Regions from separate parts of the Hordeum vulgare genome. Here region 1 is linked to region 2. The links are chromatin contacts, called in public Hi-C maps. All regions are on one chromosome and are shown on one strand. The core of a region is the stretch at or near the end of the contact, and the rest is flanking DNA. Distances in the headings are between cores, read along the strand shown.

Region 1 (5,792 bases), core at 1,510-4,009, 420 kb after region 2:
TGCTATAATTGTATTGATTGGAAACACAATACTTGTGTGGATACATAGACAAAACACTGTCCCTAGTAAGCCTCTAGTTGACTAGCTCGTTGATCAAAGATGGTCAAGGTTTCCTGGCCATAGGCAAGTGTTGTCACTTGATAACGGGATCACATCATTAGGAGAATCATGTGATGGACTAGACCCAAACTAATAGACGTAGCATGTTGATCGTGTCATTTTGTTGCTACTGTTTTCTGCGTGTCAAGTATTTATTCCTATGACCATGAGATCATATAACTCACTGACACCGGAGGAATGCTTTGTGTGTATCAAACGTCGCAACGTAACTGGGTGACTATAAAGATGCTCTACAGGTATCTCCGAAGGTGTTAGTTGAGTTAGTATGGATCAAGACTGGGATTTGTCACTCCGTGTGACGGAGAGGTATCTCGGGGCCCACTCGGTAATACAACATCACACATAAGCCTTGCAAGCAATGTAACTTAGTGTAAGTTGCGGGATCTTGTATTACGGAACGAGTAAAGAGACTTGCCGGTAAACGAGGTTGAAATAGGTATACGGATACTGACGATCGAATCTCGGGCAAGTAACATACCGAAGGACAAAGGGAATGACATACGGGATTATACGAATCCTTGGCACTGAGGTTCAAACGATAAGATCTTCGTAGAATATGTAGGATCCAATATGGGCATCCAGGTCCCGCTATTGGATATTGACCGAGGAGTCTCTCGGGTCATGTCTACATAGTTCTCGAACCCGCAGGGTCTGCACACTTAAGGTTCGACGATGTTTTATGCGTATTTGAGTTATATGGTTGGTTACCGAATGTTGTTCGGAGTCCCGGATGGGATCACGGACGTCACGAGGGTTTCCGGAATGGTCCGGAGACGAAGATTGATATATAGGATGACCTCATTTGGTTACCGGAAAGTTTCCGGGCATTACCGGAAAAGTTTCGGGCTCATCGGTAGTGTACCGGGAGTGCCGGGAGGGGTGCCGGGGACCATCGGGAGGGGTGTCACGCCCCAAGGGGTCTCATGGGCTATGGGAAGAGATAAACCAGCCCCTAGTGGGCTGGAATAAGTTCCCACTAAGGCCCATAAGGTTTGAGAAGGAAAAAACACAAGGTGGAAAGAGTTTCCAAGTGGGAAGGTGGAATCCTACTCCAAGTAGGATTGGAGTAGGACTCCTCCACCTCCAATTTCGGCCAAACCTTTGGGTTTTGAGGCTGCCTCCTCCCCTCCCTCCCACCTATATATACGGAGGTTTTAGGGCTGATTTGAGACGACTTTCTCACGGCAGCCCGACCACATACCTCCACGGTTTTTCCTCTAGATCGCGTTTCTGCGGAGCTCGGGCGGAGCCCTGCTGAGACAAGGTCATCACCAACCTCCGGAGCACCGTCACGCTGCCGGAGAACTCTTCTACCTCTCCGTCTCTCTTGCTGGATCAAGAAGGCCGAGATCATCGTCGAGCTGTACGTGTGCTGAACGCGGAGGTGCCGTCCGTTCGGTACTAGATCGTGGGACTGATCGCGGGATTGTTCGCGGGGCGGATCGAGGGACGTGAGGACGTTCCACTACATCAACCGCGTTCACTAACGCTTCTGCTGCACGATCTACAAGGGTACGTAAATCACTCATCCCCTCTCGTAGATGGACATCACCATGATAGGTCTTCGTGCGCGTAGGAAAATTTTTGTTTCCCATGCGACGTTCCCCAACAATGGCGGCGCGGCAACCGGTGGCGAGGCGATCTCCCTCCCCGATCCAGATCGGGGCGACGGGAGCGGAGGCGCTCGGCGGGGCTGGCGGCCAGAGGGCATGGCGGCGCGGCAACCGGTGGCGAGGCGATCTCCCTCCCCGATCCAGATCGGGGCGACGGGAGCGGAGGCGCTCGGGGGCGGGGCTGGCGGCCGGAGGGCAAGGCGGCGCGGCAACCGGTGGCGAGGCGATCTCCCTCCCCGGTCCAGATCGGGGCGACGGGAGCGGAGGCACTCGGCGGCGGGGCTGGCGGCCGGAGGGCATGGCGGCGCGGGTGGCGAGGCCATCTCCCTCCCCGATCCAGATCGGGGCGACGGGAGCGGAGACGCTCGGCGGCGGGGCTGGCGGCCGGAGACCGACGGGAGGCGGCCGATGGTGGCTCACTGGCCGACGGGGACGACGGCAAGCGGCGGCTGGGGCTCCGGCTGCCAGTGCCCCTGCGTGCCAGAGGGGATGGGAGGAGAAGGGCGTTTTGCACAACTCGTGCATGCATCCAAGGAACAACCGAATCCGACGTAGCTCTCAGCCTGGCTGAGAGGGTACTTTTTGCATCCGTTAGGCCAGGCCGAGATGGTCATACGGTTTACCAAACAAGCTGAAAATTGCATCTCGGATGCCATGCAGGTGCAACGCGGGTAACCAAACACGCCCATAATGTCGGTGGGATGGATATATGGGTCGCGTATAAAAATTTTATGGACTAGATTTCAATTAACGGATCTGATCGGACCTAAAATAAGAAATTGTAAAACGGTCAGAAATTTAAGGGCTGACGAACTCTTACGAGATCTACTAGAGATGTTGTTGTGAAAGAAACTTTTTTTTTTGAACGAGTTGTGAAAGAAGCTTGTTTTTTTAAGGGTAGTGAAAGAAGTTTGTTTTTCTCGGGGTATTGAAAAGCCGTCAAAGAACTGGGCCTTAAACGCCCGCATCTCTCTCGGTTGGAAATATTTAATGACCCACGTAGCCCCAAAACGTAAAGCGGCCCATGCGCCTTGAGCTTCTTCCTCCAGCCCCATTGCTCCCCGACGCGACACCCTAACCTACCCCGCGCCCGCTCTCTCTCTCTCGCCTTGCTCGCTTCCGCGGCTACCTGCTCGCGCGCGGCCGCCGTGATGGCCTTGCCGGCGACTAGGGAGGTGCTTATGCTGGAGGCACCACCGTCCGAGGCTGCGGGTGTGCCTTGGCGCCCGCCTCCGGACGCTGAGACGGTGGACGCGCTGCCCTACATCGACGGGGACTACGGCGACCCGGCGGTGAAGCGCGAGGTTGACCGCCTCGTCGAGGAGGAGATGCGCCGCGCTCACCGCAAGCCCGCCGACTTCCTCCGCGACCTGCCCCCCTATCCCATCATTGGATTTGAGGTGGGTTCCTGCGCCCTCTCTATTGTTGTAGAACGCTGATCTAACGCTTAGCGTTCGTAGGAGACAATTAGGGCCAAGCCGCCAAATATTTATACCTGTATAGTAGTACTACTTAGAAGGGATGCACTGAGGTTTTATTTCCTTTTTTATTTTAGCTTTTGGAGTTTCGACATAGTGTGTTAATGTTTAGGTTGTTTCCGAATTATTTCTGGAAAACAGCTCTTTCGAGGACTACATATTCAATTGGGAGCTGTAGGCTAAGAGGCTGCCTTATGCAATTGGGAGCTGTAGGCTGATACGTTGTCATATGCAACTGGGAGCTGTAGGCTGATACGTTGTCATATGCAATTGGGTGTTTTAAGTAGAACTGGTCTGAAATAATTTCCCCCTGTCGGATGTGTACGTGGGGAATAACATTGCAGAATACCACATTCACTAACCCATAAGAAAGGACTCAACTATGTTTGGTTCACTCTTATATGGTCGGTGTATACTTCTGAAGGAACCCAGGTTACCCATTATACCATGATAAGGATATCTTATGTTCTCAATTTTTCATTCAACTAATTACTCTCTACTATTGCTATAAACCTATATCAGACAATTTAGTTGAAAAGTATTTCACAAATTTGATTTCAAGAGCAAATTACCGCTGGATGTTTCCCCTATCAACAGTGAATAGCTGTTTTGACGGGGTCAACATTGAACCATTGAAGATGAAATATGCACCATTGAAGAACAACGCTATGAATGCTGCCTAGTGTAATGGATTTCTGTAAAACATGAAGTAATTCTGTTGTATTGTTTGATGAAGATTGCTGTTGAATTTTTGGACTCAGTGTAGGCTGTGATGTTGCTTAGCTAGGAAGTTCATTTCTTTCCTATTGTAATGGCTGGAGAAAAGGCTAACCTTGCTTAAAATAATTGTTTTTTACCGAAAAAGGGTTTCCCCCCGCTTTGTATTCCAAAGCAACCAACACCGTACAGTGAACATTGCTGGGGTGAACAGCACATCAAGCCCAAAAAAACAAAAAAGAAACAACTGCCAACAACGGCAGCTCGAGAAGGAGCAGATGACCCGGCACCACTGCGCCTTCCGGAGACAAACAACCACAGCCCGAGGCTCCGATCCGCCGCGTGCCAAGCAGCACCTCCAAGAATGGATGCGACGTCGACGACGCTGCTGCCCGGACGAGTCCTAGGGCTTCCCCCGGCACACGGAAGGAGGTAGGGGATGGCTACCACTGACACCCTCCAGGAAGGAATGGTGGCACCCGCCGGTGTCGCCGCATCGGAGCCGGACGAATATTATTGTTTTTGACTTTTTTCGTTGTTGCATAATTCCACTTATAAGCTGGAAGTAGGCACTTAGGATGTGTTTGGTTTGAGGGACAGGCTAGAGTGGTTGTGGGTATCCCCAACCACCTGGTTAGGGATAGCCCTTTTTTTGTTTGGTTGGGTGGGTGAGGTTAGCCCTTTTTTTTGTTTGGTTTCAAGGATGAAACATGGTTGAGGATAGTCATTGGAGTGTTTGGTTTGAGGGATGAATAAGGGATAGATCAGCAATACATGAGTAAACACACACAAGCACACCTCCACATCATGCACGCAAGCACACCACACATCGAGCACGCCTCAACAGGATGCAGCAGCACACAAGTCCTGTTTCATCGGTGGTAGGAGATATAGCAGCACGGTGGCCGGAAATACAATAGCAGGAGATACAGCACGCATGATGTGCATGCATGAGCAGAAAATACAGCAGCAGAAAGATCGATCCAGCTTCATGCACGAAGTCGCCGCCCCGATCTCAATCGCCAGCCGCGTGCGACCTCAATCGATCCAGATCCAGCTTCTTGAGATCCATCTGCGTCGCCCCGTCCCTGGGATCCGGGGTGCACGCCGCCGCCGCCGCCGCCTCCACGCATGGAGGAGAGAAGAGAGTAACCGGGGAAAGATCTCGGGGGTTGAGCGCGAGCGAAAAAATGGATGTGTTTGTATGTACGTTTCTGTACTTAAATGGTCAGCATTTTTCTTGTATGCATGTAAAGTAAAACTGGAGACTTACTTCTTACTTGTTTTGATTATTTGGATTTGTTGTTTGAATGTAATATGTCATGTTCTCATTTAAGATTTTTGTTTTAGAATCATCCTATGCTTGCAAAAGAGTACGAACGTGTTAGAGCTGGCAAGCCACCTGCTACCATAGAGATGTCCCGCTATGGTTTGGAGCCACCCCCAGCGAACAAGAGGAATGATGTTGTTGCTTGGAAGCAGGCTTTACGGAATGCCCAGAGCCAGCTGCAGCATCAAATTGTACGGTAAGGCTGCTTATTGAATATTTGCATTTGTGGAATCATGTGTTCTGAATTGACATTTCTATACATACACATTGATAGCTCACTAAGGCAGTCTGTTTGTAACTTTTTTTTTAAGTTATGAATATGAATGTTATTATAAAGTTGTATTAAAGCAAAATAGCTTCTGTAGGGATTTTTTTGGGGTCTGTGGTCAGGACATTCATGAAACTTTTCCCATCCAAAATTGCATTAAGTAATAAGCTAAACCTGAGAACAGGGTGTCACCCTGTTGGCTAGGCTAGCAAGGAGCTAGCTAGCCCACCTGAGCTCTGTCTGGAGTGGCTCGTGGTGCTTGGAGA
Region 2 (5,877 bases), core at 2,389-4,888:
GGCGGAAACTGTCTAGTTAGATGATTGTGTATATTCTTACTACCCATCTTCCAAATGGAGCAACTATTAGCAGCTAAGTGGATCAGGCCTTCTTCGCTCCGTGCTCTCCATCTCCGTGCTTCGGGGAATCTGTTCCGCTGTAGAAGGAAGCCTCGCTTGAGGCGTCAGAGGCCGCATCATTAGATTGCATCTTCTTGTCATCCTCTTTCATTTGTTCCGCGTAGCTGCTGTATTCAAAGGTGGCTAGATTCCTTCCTCCGAATGCCGAGTCGAGCTTGTCCATGTCGAAGACATCCGCCATTATCTTCTGGCTCTCCTTATCGTTGGAGTACACAAACTTCACCTTCTTGCTAGTCTCATGGTCCAAGAATGGCTTCACTATCTGCCATTGGATTTTGTAAGTTAGGCAGTTTGATCTTACAACAATATAGTAGCTCAATAAAGAATAACAGTTACCAGTGCGGTCGTTCTTTTTTACCTCGAATAACCACTGCAATCTATCTAAGAGAAAATGAGACTGACAAATATGACTCGGTAATGATATTCCCAGCGTGCCCACGTTGTGGTTTATAAGTGCTTCCACAGTTTGGATTTTGTATCAAGGAACACAGCACACCACAATGGAATTTTTAACGGTTAATTCACACTAAAAAAGATATATTAGAGATTTAGAGGAGACCGCCAAATATGACGAAGTAATACAGCTAACATAATTAGAAAAGACAAATTGGTATTTTTAAAAAGAAGACAAATTGGTGGGATAACTAAAGAGCTGTGATCTGACTACAGAATTAGCAATAAAGCAAAGAACTGTCGAATACTGGCACAATAGTACTTCTTGAATGTAGAAAACAAAAAGCATAAATGTTGTTCACAGAGTAATCATGATAATTGAGGTTGTGCAACCGCTCACCTTATAGAAAGACTCAAATAATCTAGGAGGATTGTAAAGGATTGCAAGTCCCAATCTCTCGGGATAACAGTCTTGCAAGACACTCACGGTCTCCCGGGTCACCTTCAGCGGTGTGCTTCCCATGGTCCAGCCCTGGAAGTCTATCATCCACACCATCTTCTCCTGATCATCCGTCAGATTCATAATCGCTTTCTCCAGAGAGTAAACAAGATACTTAATCTGTTCCTTCCCCGAGGTAGTGTTCTGTTATATTCAACATTAAGCAAGCACAGTTAGAATAACCACTCCAGACTTCCAGAGTGATGTAGGATGAGATGAGAGTCAACACAAAACTAGTAGAAAACAAACACAGAGGCATCCCCATAATTTACACAATAAAGTAAATAGGCATAGAACAAAAACAGAAAAGGTAACAAAAACTGCTTCCCAAGATTCATGCATATTACGAAGAAGAAAAACATGTATGATTTACAAACAAACGTGAAATTATCTTTTGTGCTCGTATCTCCTAACAATGATTGAGTATTTGAGTATGAATTTTGAACTTCTTGAAGGTTGATAGATCACTCTGGGGCTCATACCAGCAGGGTTAACATGATAGCTCCATAATTGTGGTTCACAGTCGCTATGTCCTTTTCACACTTCTACGATTTATTCAGATCAAGCAACTCCAATATGATTCCAAAGATTATTATGTCAGAGGTATATGCACATGAATATATATAATCATGTTTCTTCATGGAAATACCAAATATACATCTTAAGTATCTTATGATGAAATTATTTCCAGATATTTACTCTGCAGTGAAGGAGCTAACCTCTAAGCCTGGCCTCAGAACAAGAACAGTTCTTCCAAGTTTGTCCTTGTAGTCAGCCCTATATATCTTTCCAGTCTCTGCTTCATGCGCAATTTCTTCCTGGATGTTGAAAGTATGAAAAGCTTATATTACCTTGAAAAACAGGAAATACAAGTAACTTCTGAAGTATCAAGAACAGTTTTCTTTCGCATTATAATGTTTTCAGCCAACAGTTCAGCAATATCAATATCATTTAATCAGCACAGTGGTGTGTTACTGTCACTGGCAAGCTTATTCCTCCAATACTAAACTTACTCTGCGTGCTTCTTGAGTACTGCCCGCTCTTCCAATTTCTCGGCAATTTTTAATTACACTGCTCTTTTGTTTTGCCAATAAATGCATGAACCTACAATCGAACATAAACATAAGAATTGGTTAAGCCATACATACCCAGGAAATCATTTCTGGCTTGTATGCTGCCCGCCACTTCACAGCTGATTTCAGCATTTTACTCGATTTCTGCACATTCCAGTTTCTAGCTCGAAGGAATCTTAGTATCGAGGCATCCGAAAGGAAACCCTGTATTGCTAGCGACGAGGGTTCTTCAAGTTGCTTTCGTACCTCATTTATCTGCTCGGTAAATAGAACAGCCAAATGGCCTTAGGATTAAGTACTTCGGTTGAGGCAAATAGAGCTCTAAAGTTGAAGAATAGTATCTTACTTTCTCTTGCTGTTCTTCCAGAGTCAAGGTTTTCTCTGTTGTACCACCATTGCTCGACTTCCATAGAAACGACATTTTGCTAACTAGAGGGGGACGACTATCAGATATGTAACTGAAACACCTGCAAAAAATATTATCACACGAATGACTGCGCATAAATTATCTCCATCTTTGCATGGGGAAAAGAACTGGCCAAGGAACAGAATGACAACTCATTAAGCCAGTGAAAATACAGGTAACAACGTAGTACAAAACTAACAAAATCTGGTTTGTAACTTATAGAACAAAAAAAACTAAGAAATTCATAATAAAAAAACGCACAGCTCCAAGAGCCACGAAAAGAAAAGAGAGGAAATTAACAGGATGAGCCATAAACCATGGGAACCTCTGAAATGGAAGGAACCTAGAGGCGCAAGGCACTAATTCCACTGTAACGTCGATTATAATATTGGTGCCTGATGGAACATCTAACGATCAAGACGCGATAACACTGTGGAATATCTAGATACGTTTCTCTCTGTACAACTGGATCTACTGATGCTACACGCGGCTGTCGGTGGGCTGAAGAACAAACAGGTCGAGATCAAGTGAACGCCAAAAAACTACCTGCGGTTCCTATCTTCCAGGAGCGTAACCAGCGCAAGAATAGCTAGAATTCGAGGGGAGGCAGATCGAAATCTACCAAATTTCCTCACATCCAGTCGACCAAAACAGAATTTGTTCTAGAACCGAGGGATCTAGAACTCCGCAAATCTACAAGCGAACCGGCCTCTATCTAGTCTAGAACCAAAGAGCACAGCAACAGTTCCCGCGTCTGCCTGAGCCAGTCGAACAGGAGGAACCGGGATGCAGGAGGCGGCCACGCACCTCGGGAGTCAGGATCCCGCTTCTCGGCGCCGGCGAGGACGGGCGACACGACACGCCGAGATCGCTCGCCAGGCACCGCACGTTCTCGGAAGGATCCCCCGTGAGGAGCAGCCGCGGAGGAAATGCGGGGCAGCTGAGAGAGCCGAGCGGTGGTGGCCTAGTGGGGGTAGGCGGAGGAGGGATAAAGCGGAGCGGGGGAGGGGGAAGAGTCCTTCGCGTTCGCGGCGTACGCGGGGCGTGCGAGACCGGGCGGGCGGGCGGAGGGGCGGAAAGTCGCCTCGCCACCGTGCGGCGGGAGCACCAGCCAGGCGTTAGCGCGTCAGCCGTCAGGTGTCGGCCGCAGCGGCCGTGGGCGCGCCGCGCGTCGGTTTCAGTACGGGTGGTCGGCAGGACTGCAGGAGGTGCCCCTCCATATTTTTCTTTTAGCGAGAGAGGTGCCACAAGGATTTGCAAAGTAGATGTAGTGTAAAAGTATAAAAAATATATATAACACAGACACGCATATACAATCAACCCTGTAATTGCATGCACGCATCCCAATGAAAACCTTTAAGATACGAGCCAGCGTAACATTTTAAGATTGACGAAGTCATCGCGGTTTAAAGACACTTTCATAATCGACGAGAACCTGTCAAAGGATACATCGCGAGAAGGCCTGAAATAAATAAATAAATACGATCATCACACCACAAGGAACATGATCATCTAAGCTATGCTCCGTTCTTAAAACAAGTAGCATATGTTTTTTTTGTAAAGTAAGAGCATCTACGACCAAACTCCTTATATCCGTCTTAAACACCTAGTTGGGTCGCATGTTAGTGACTAGTCATGAAATTTTGACCCTACCGAACGCCTCAAACGGGCCTCAAATATATGGGCTGACCAACATCTCTCATATTCAACCCAATAGGTCAGATATAGGGGCGCCCGTGCACGCCCGTCACGTCGGACACGACAGTCCGACCCCACCGCAAATTGCACCAAATTCATCCGGCAGAAATGCCGGATTCATTTGCTCCTTCTCTCTTCTTCCTTCTCCGCGTCGTCCGTCTCGCAGCTCTGTCGCCACGCGCACTTCGTAGTTGTTCCTAGCCTCTGCCCCGCCAGCTCCAGCAGAGCAGTCTTCTGTCCCATCCTCGTTGTGGGGGACGTCGTTGTCGGCTCGGAAGACACCGTGATACGTCCGGTAACTCTCTAGCTCCGCCTTGCATTGGATGCACATTGTCTGGCCGGATTTTTTGTGATTTTGTAGGGAAAATGATGGATTCTGATGCTTCGTCCCGCGGGGTGTATGAATCCATGGAGCTTGATCAAATGATTGAAAATCAGCTCTTCGCTTCGTCGGATTCAGACAAAGAAGTGGACATGATCATGCTTATGAGTACGCAAGAAGAAATGGACCGACAAGTGGAGCATATTCTCAATTTCATGGGCTCAATCAAAGGGAGAGGGATGATCAATATGGATAGAGTATCCAGAGCAAAGCTACTGCAGAAGGACTACTTTGCTCCGAACCCAACTTTCCCGGATGATCCATGGTGGCATCTTTTTTTCGCATGCGAAAACCATTGTTTTTACACACTTGGACGGAGTGGACGCACACGATGACTACTTCAAGCTCACGGGGGATTGCTAAGGTCAACTCTCTTTCCCAGTCAAGCAGAAGTGCACGACTGCTCTTAGAATGCTTGCACTTGATACTGCGGCGTGTCGTTGGTGAGATGGTCAAGATGGGGAGCGCACATACCGGAATACTACTATCAAGTTCGCCCGTGTTGTGGTCGTGGTGTTTGGAGCAGAGTATCTGAGAGAACCAAATGTGCAGGACACGAGAAGTTGTTGGCTATTAGAGAGGCAAGAGGGTCTCTAGGAATGCTCGGTTTAATTGATTGCATGCATCGACGCTGAAATAAGTGCCCCAAAGGTTTGCGAGGAATGTATCAAGGTCACACCAGAGAGATCACCATCATATTAGAAGCGTTGGCATCACATGACTTATAGATTTGGCAACAATTATTTCTTCCTTCTTAATTTTAATAGGTTCCTCAGATAGTTTTTCAATGGGAGGATGATATCTAAACCACTTCTCTCTGGGAAGATCAACATGGGTAGCAAAATATTCACAAAAAGTAGCTAGTATTTCAAAGTCAAGACCATATTTATTGTGAAAACTCATGGAAAGAAGTAGTTTCCATAAAAGATTTAACACAATCAAGATTAATCTTTATACCTGACTCTTTACCTTCGTCGAATTTCCAATCTTCAGAGTTGTGTTTAATCCTTTTCAGAAGATCCCATTTGAATTCAATAGTCTCCTTGATATAGGAACCGGTAGCACAAGAATCGAGTGATGCTTGATCATCATGAGAAAGTCGAGCATAAAAATTTTGTATAATCATTTCTCTCGAGAGCTCATGGTCGGGGCAAGTGTTAAGCCTCCCCCAAGTTTGATTGATACTTTCTCCTTCACGAGGCCAACAACTATAAATAAAGTTCCGATCACGATGAATTAGATGCATAGGATAAAACTTCTGATGAAATTCCAGCCTGAAGTGATTCCAGTCCCATGATCCAATATC

The links. Hi-C and Micro-C count contacts between places; a contact is called where the count stands out from the background.
Region 1: a Hi-C map of seedling shows a contact between it and region 2, with 2.3 times the contacts expected there. The contact joins the promoter of LOC123443459 here to the promoter of LOC123443458 in region 2. A contact is called at or near these places in 1 of 6 Hi-C or Micro-C datasets (seedling) and 1 of 1 datasets of contacts at active chromatin or transcription factors (embryo).

What each region holds. Positions count from the first base shown.
Region 1 is chr3H:186,465,838-186,471,629 of MorexV3_pseudomolecules_assembly, forward strand. LOC123443459 (pre-mRNA-splicing factor SPF27 homolog) reads left to right here and starts at 2,760. Exons shown (of 7, transcript XM_045119833.1): 1 at 2,760-3,133; 2 at 5,279-5,454. The coding sequence starts at 2,885.
Region 2 is chr3H:186,046,914-186,052,790 of MorexV3_pseudomolecules_assembly, forward strand. LOC123443458 (phosphatidylinositol transfer protein 3-like) reads right to left here and starts at 3,639. Exons shown (of 6, transcript XM_045119832.1): 1 at 3,299-3,639; 2 at 2,432-2,552; 3 at 2,161-2,340; 4 at 1,732-1,830; 5 at 914-1,156; 6 at 1-382. The coding sequence starts at 2,506. The coding sequence ends at 83.